2 separate regions of the Cricetulus griseus genome follow, and region 1 is linked to region 2. Evidence: chromatin contacts called from public Micro-C data. All regions are on one chromosome and are shown on one strand. Each heading gives the region's core, a stretch centred on a gene start, on an enhancer-like site or on the middle of the called end of the contact. The rest is flanking DNA. Distances are from core to core; before and after follow the strand shown. Region 1 holds the start of Heatr1 (HEAT repeat-containing protein 1). Region 2 overlaps Mtr (methionine synthase).

The links. Hi-C and Micro-C count contacts between places; a contact is called where the count stands out from the background.
Region 1: a contact with region 2 is called in a Micro-C map of the CHO-K1 cell line, with 4 times the contacts expected there. The contact joins the promoter of Heatr1 here to the enhancer-like site in region 2. A contact is called at or near these places in 6 of 8 Hi-C or Micro-C datasets (the CHK-Q cell line, the CHL-YN cell line, the CHO-K1 cell line and 2 more).

The regions. Positions count from the first base shown.
Region 1 is chr3:236,405,853-236,409,466 of CriGri-PICRH-1.0, forward strand. It overlaps Heatr1 (HEAT repeat-containing protein 1), which reads left to right and starts at 1,597. Exons shown (of 45, transcript XM_027409449.2): 1 at 1,597-1,755; 2 at 2,027-2,200; 3 at 2,664-2,880. The coding sequence starts at 2,059.
Region 2 is chr3:236,198,327-236,202,258 of CriGri-PICRH-1.0, forward strand. All of the region lies in intron 22 of Mtr (methionine synthase), which reads right to left. Among named protein-coding and RNA genes, the nearest start is that of Mtr, 66 kb to the right of the region's middle. Within about 2 kb of position 2,210, at least 1 of the 6 cell types and tissues checked has open chromatin away from gene starts, as enhancers often do.

The sequences.
Region 1 (3,614 bases), core at 347-2,846, 210 kb after region 2:
AGTTCAGTGTTCTTGCTCGGCCATTGTCAGAGAAATTTCCCCCTTCATTTGAAGCGAACAAATACAGAGACCCATAGTGGACAATAAGTAGAGAGTGAGAGATCTCCAAGACTCACTACTAAATGGAATGTCTCTATCTATTCCCTTCCCTCAGGGAACCCTGCAGAAAGGAGGTGAAAAGATAGTAAGAGCCAGAGGGAATGGAGGCACAGGTCTGGGCCAGATGGGCTCTCAATACTGAGAGAGGAAGGACACAAGACCCCTCCCAACTATCTTCCATTGAATTGATAATCCCTCACAAATGAAGAATTAGTTTTCCCCAGTGGGGTCTAACTCACTATACAAACTGTAGGAGAAAAAGGCCAGCTAAAGAAACACACCCTGAGCAGAACCAAAAGAAACACACTTTGGCCTTGCAACCAGAGCCAAACAAATGTACCCTGACCCTGAAACCACAGATAAAGAAACACATTTTGGCCCTGAAAACAGAGCCAAATCTGTCCCTAACTAACTAAGCAGAAAACCAACCAATTCCTGAGCAGGGAAAACAAACCAGTCCTTGAGCAGAAAACCAACCAATCCCTTAGCACGAGATCTAGCCAATCTGAGCTCTGGGACTGAAAAATCTGACCCTGGAAATCTGACTCTCTGGAAAAACGTTGTCCCTAAGAAGCCCTATATAAACCCTGCTCCTGTTCAGTTTGCTGCTGTCTTCTTCCACCTTGGCAGAGGCAGCTACTCTCCTAGATTCTTCCCTCCCAATAAATCTCTTGAATGAGGTTTATCTCTGTGAGTTTGACGCAAGCCTGGTTTACAGAGCTAGTTAAAGGACAGTCAGGACTGTTACACAGAGAAACCCTGTCTCGAACCTCCCTCTCCCACCATTATTTCAAATAGTAATAAAAAGGAATAAAAAAAATACCACCCCTAGGAATGCAGGCAAAAGTGATAAAGTTGTCATTGGCTGATCGTGGTGAGTGTTCAGTACTTACAAATCAACCAGACTGCACTGGGGTCTGCCCCTCATCCCAGGTTTGTCCCTGCCTCGTGTAGCATGTGACAAACTCAGTCAAGTGAAGAATTTGAGGAGGTTCCTACAGCGGAGTAGGAAGTATGGTGCAGAGATCTGTACTCCTACAAAACAGCTTTCTGCGCCTCAGCTCCTGGCTGGATGGATAAGCATCTCGTGAATGAACCATCCCTGCAACATACCCATAAAAACTCCAAAAGGCGGTTCAGAGACTGAATCCCAGACCTTAGCCTAAGGGCACACAGCAACACCAGTCATGACAGCAGGAATCACGAGAGGCAAGCCCTAGTCCCAAGGGGCGGGGCCCAGAAAAGGGCGGGGCTCGTGAGCGTGGCCTTTGGGGAAGGCCAGGAAGGGGATACTGGTTGTGGGCGTGGCTTAGTAAAATACTGCGAGGGGCGTGGGATAAAGGTGGGGTCTTGGAAAGAGGAGAGGATGGAAGGCGGAGCTTCAGAGAGGCGCGAGGACGAGGGCGGGGCTTCGAAGATCAGGAGTGAGGAAGGGGAAGTAGGTGGGGGATTACACACTCGAGGTTGACTTTGTGTCGGGGAGGCGGGGCTATCGTATCGCGTTTCCTACAAATATGTCCGTCTTCTCTTGCCGTAGTGCGAAACAGGAAGTTCCTATGAGGAGTGCTTTAGAGTTCCGGGATCGCGCCGGCACCATGTGGGAGCTGCTCTGAAGAGTTGTTGGTTGTTGAATCCTGCGGATATTCCGAGTTCAGGGTGAGGAGGAGCACGTTCCGGCCGGGAGCGGCTGTAGCTTGGGACGGGTAGCCAGGGTGGGCTTTGCAGCCGTGGTCCCCGCCTGGGTAAAGCATGCGCTGCCGCGGTGTAGTTAATGCTGTTACCGTGGTGATTGAGCTTCGGGGGGGTTCTGGAGTGCTGGGCGGCGGGTTTCTGTGGCCTCTAGAGTACTGAGCGCGGTGTTGCCTGTGCTGCCAAGTAAAGTCACTTCGAAGTTTCGCAAAACACTTTCCACGATGTTTGTTCTTAGCCCGTGTTTTGAGACATCCTCTCCTTTGCAAGATGACGTCCTTAGCCCAGCAACTCCAGCGACTCGCCCTCCCTCAAACTGATCCCAGCCTCCTAACTAGACATGAAGTTGCCTCTCTGTTGTTTGACCCTAAGGAAGCGGCTACCATCGACAGAGACACCGCCTTTGCCATCGGTGAGCTCCCTTTCATTTAGCAAAGCTCCGGGAGCAATGGTATTAGGGGCTTTTTCTGTGCCCTGTTCGATTCCCGAACAGTGTCTAACTTGATTTGTCTCGTTAAGGGGAAAAAAGGCAATCTTGCTTGATGCTTGAATTTATAAGTAGTGATATCTAAAATTTCACAAAGAAACTAATATGTAAAAAGGAAGAAAAATAAGGAGAACTGAGACAGTGAATGAGGTGTGGGAGGAGTCTTCCAAAATTGAGTGTATTTATAATAAGTATTAAAAATATCTTGATATGAAGTACTTTCTTTTCTCCTAGTGAGTGAGATCAGATTTATCTTATACATAAAAGCTAAAACCAACGTTTGAGAGTGCATTATGCATTATTAGTTCTTGGACAAAGAGTAAGGAAAACTAGAAGATCTGTTTGTTGAGTTTGCTTAGAAGGAAGTTATAAGTGACTCTTCTTCTAGGATGCACTGGCCTGGAGGAGCTTCTTGGAATTGACCCTGCCTTTGAACAGTTTGAAGCACCATTGTTCAGCCAGCTAGCAAAAACCTTGGAGCGCAGCGTTCAGACCAAAGCAGTGAACAAACAGCTGGATGAAAACATTTCATTGTTCCTCATTCACCTGTCTCCTTATTTCCTGCTTAAGCCAGCCCAGAAGTGTCTGGAATGGTTGATTCACAGGTAGCTAACCATGTTAATCCTTTACAAACTTAAATAGTTGTGAATACCTGTTAAAGCTGTGTTGTTTGCTGGGCCTCACTGTGTATCTCTTGGTTGATCTCAAACTCACAGACATCAGCCCTTTTCCTCCCCAATGCTGGGATTAAAGGCATATGTCATCACTCTTGTGTAGTGATACATTATTCATGATGTATTAAAGTTTGACCCAGGATTAAGAGATAGACAGATAGGATTAGCATGTTCAGCCTGAGGTAGAGGTAAGAAGCTAGTGTCCAGCTGCTTTGCTTTTTTCTGATATTCAGCTTGACGCTTAAACCCCAATATCAGTTTCTGGGTCTTTTATTTATTAGTGTTATACTCTTGTCTAGTTTTGTTTTGGGAATAGGGTCTCATACAGCTTGAACTGATTTTTAGCTTTTTCTCTATCTTTTCTTTTTTCAGAATGTGCCTTTCCTTGTAGCCCTGACTGGCCTAAAACTATGTAAATCAGGCTGATTTCAAATTCATGAATCTACCTGCTTTTGCCTCCCAAGTCTTGAAATTAAGGCTTTGAACTCTTACGCCTACCTCAGTACTATGGTTATAGGTATGAGCTATCAGACCAGTCTGGACTTCATTAGTTCTAAGGAACAGTGTTCTTTGCCATTGCAGATTCATTCACAAGGGCAAAACTATTAAATTTCTTTCTTACTACACTAGAGGTTAAGACTGTCCATTAAAATATCAACCCAAAT
Region 2 (3,932 bases), core at 960-3,459:
AGACAGTCACCAAGACAGGTCATAGGCACACAAATTGGAGGGCAAGCACCGAGACAGAACAGGGAGCAGGGTCTGGGGAAATGGTTCAGCAGTTAAAAAGCCCTCGCTGCTCTTGCAGGAGGCTCACAGTCCAAATCCTAGCACCCATATTAGGTGACTCACACCCCTTGTAATTCCAGCTCATGGAGATCTAATGCCCTCTTCTGGTCTCCAAGGTCACGCAAACACATATACCTAAGTTTAAAAATAACTATTAAAAACAAAGGGATGGAGGCAAAATAATGCCAAAGAATTTCAAAGAAGTATACAACCTGGAACTGGTAGAAACTAGGAAGGCTCTGGAGACCTTCTACCTATTATACTTCCATGTTGAGAAGTTCCACTGTGTATTTTTTTTTCACTTGACCTTAGCAAATCTGTTACATGATTTAAAAATTAGAGCATGTATTTTAATTTATTGTCAGAAATTTTTTAAACCAAAAGAAAACTGACAGGTGTGTATAGTAGTACATCCCAGAACTCAGAAGGGTGAGGCAAGAGGATTGCTATGAACTGGAAGCCAGCCTGGGCTATAGCAAGTTCCAGGATAGCCTGGGCTATACTGTGAAACTCTGGTCTTAAAACAAACAAATGCTTAAAGTTCTTTCTTTTTTAGTTCACTTAAGAACATCTCTAGAACATAATATCAAAAGTCAGTAGTGAGTGCTGAACACAGGGGTGGGAAGTAAGACTTGCTTATCACTTTTATTGCAAACCCTCTTATACTAATGGATTGGTATCTTGTCCCTATATTTTTTTACAAGAGGTTTGTTTTCAACCTGAAATTGTCTCACTTTCTGTTGAGGGTTCCATAGTGTTGGTTAATTAAAAAAACAAAAACAAAAACAAAACAATCACTGGGCTCTGTTAGTACTGGCCAATGGCAGACAGATGCTGGTGCTGGTGACCAATAACCCCTAGGTTACTGTTGTTTTTTAACATAGTAAAGAAAAATCTAGTAACTAAAGATCTTTTGCTTAAGATGACTAAGTATACATTGCTGAATATAAAATTAGGAAAAAGAGCAAACAGCTTTTAAATTAAGACAAAAATGTATGCACCACCAAGCTGATTCTTTACAACACCATATGGTTTTGACATTTTCTAGCCTTTAATGGCTAAACTGTCACTCCAGCCCTGTATTAAGTTTTTAAATCTGATTAAAATCATCAGAATAATGGCAATTATCTTGCTCTCACAGTTCTCTCCCATTTAATCTTGCTACTTTAGGGTATGTCTTACTTGCATGAGGAAAATCCAGGTGACTATGGTGGTTGAACAGAGACAGGAAAAGAAAAGGTTGTAGGGCAAAGGACAGAAACTATACATCACACACACCCAAAGAAGCAGAAGGCTTCTCAGACCCAGGGTCAAGAGCCACCATCAGACAATGGAACATACACTGTTTTCAACTGAGCCCAACTGGAAACTGGCCTGTATTTCTCAGAGATTGTGATTTCATCGGCACAAAAGGATCCTGTCAGCTCTGAAGTCTGAAAAAAGACCTTGTAGATCGGGGCAAGGACTATGATTCTCTGATAAGAGAAGTCACTTCAGGCGTTGAATGGAGGAGTAAGATTGGTTCCAGTCAGACAGACAGACACACACACACATACATACACACACATACACACAGAGGCATTGTTTTTAAAGCATTCTTAAAAAGCGTTTTAAGCACACACTGTACTTGGGATTCAAATTCAGAAAAAAATATAAGCTACAAAACATGAGTATCCAATAACATCTTAAATTACACAGAGTATATAAAATAGATAAAAATAGCTCTTTTCCTCTTGAGGAGAAATCTCAAAGGAAAGGGACAATTGTATAGCAAAAGAGATGGAGCTGATGGACGTTATTATGTTAAGAGAAACAATCCAGATGCAGACATAGGACCTCTCTCATGTGAAGAGAGTTAAAAATTAATTACCAGAGGCTAGACAGGGTGAGGAAGAGGAGGATAAAGGGCTGATGCCTCAGTAAGGATGCATAAGGACACAAACGCTTGCTCAAGATACATCGTATACATGTGTTTTAAAGTCATACTGCACTTCATAAATGTGTAACTTAGGAATATGTGTTCCTTGTTAATTAAAAATAGGAGAGAGGTAGAGGAGGGAAGGGAGAAGGGAGTGGGGATGGGGTACTCAACTGTACTAAACTTCAGTTCCTCTTTCGGGAACCTGATAGTGGCTGTTACTTCCTAACTGCTGCCCCTGCAATTCACACAACCTACCACTAGATGGAACCATCCAACCAGTCCAGCACCCAGCTGTGATTTTTTTTTTTTTTTTTTTTTTTTTTTTTTTTAATTATTGTTGTTGTTCCCTCTACCTGGTAAAGCAGTACTCACAGGACCTACTGCTATTGCTTCCACTCCCACCCCCACCCTAACTGTGCATCATTTGAAGTCCTCAATCTGGGACATACCTTCTGGTGGAAACACACATAAAAGGACCTAGAAGGAAGCTTTTGCTCTGATTACTTGCCTGGGCTGGCCTGGAACTCACCATGTTGATCCACCCACCCCTGTGCTTGAGAACTGGATTAAAGACATACACCTCCATGCCCAGCCCATTTCTGTTTTAAAAACCTAAAACTTTGAAAGTCCTCCCATCAAAATAAGACAAGTGAAAGGCTTCTAAATTATCAATGACCCTGTGAGGTCAAATTGAGGATCCTGAGGGAGGCTGGATGAGCATCATCTGCCCGTGACTTATAGTAGTTCTCTGTTGATATGCAGATTTTTTATACAATTAGTGTTAAATAGGAAAAGTACATAATTGTCTTTTCCATACTTGAGTATATTTAAAATCAACTATTATGCAATCAATAATCTGATCAAAACACTTCTGAATATTCTAATATTTCTCAATGGAAATTTAGCATACAAAATGAGCCAATTCAATTAAAGTTGATGCCATCAAAACAATAATGGCAAGTAAGTTACATCACAGAACAAAGGCTGACTTGTCATTTCAATGAACAATAAGTAGATGGTAGAAACTGAAGTCCTGACTTTCAAGGCTAGGAAAAAATGCTGTCTTCAAGACAAAGGCTGGAAAGAAAGGTAGAAAGACTGTCCATGCAGAAAGCTGCCCCCCACCCTCCTTAAACAGCCAGCCTTAGCCTTCCTGAATGGAATCTAATCAGTGTTCCAGACAGAAATGGGTCAAGTGTTGAGAGGCCAGAGACTGGGAAGCTCACTGTTAGCTGACAGCAGAAACGAGATCACAAGAGAGCATAATCACAGCACCAGCAGACTCCTCCACCAGAGAAAAGGCACAGTGGAAAGTAGCCCATGACTCCAAAGGACTGCTAGCTAGCCATGGACCACGACAGGCATTAGTGATTTTTCATCGAAACATATTGTGAAGTTGAGAAAATATAAATTATTAGCTTATCTGGAGATAACTTTGGTATGAATGTTTATTCATTATGGGATATCAAAAAGGGGTTTTACCTGAATATATCATTCCAAAAACTATATGGTCACTGTGATGGCTAATCTTGGTTGTCAATTTGACTACACTTCAAAGTATCTAAAACTCAAGCAGCTTGGTGTACTTGTGAGGAATTTTTCTTGGTTGGATAATTTGAAGTTGGAGATCCACCCTAAATCTAGATCATTTAAGGTCAGAAGGTTCACCCTAAATCTGAACCATACCTGCTTAGTGGCAGCCCACGTAAAAGGACATGACAGAAGGAAGCGTTTGCTTTCTGTCTGCCTGCCCCGACTCTGAGTAGTAAAACCTAAGAATTCCAAAGTGGATGAAAACTGGCACTCTCTAGGACCTCCCTGGGACTCCAGCACCAGATAGGCATGGCTGAGATATCCAGTCTCACTGACCAAATAACTATTGGATCCTCGGCCTTTCTGTCAGGAAGCAGTC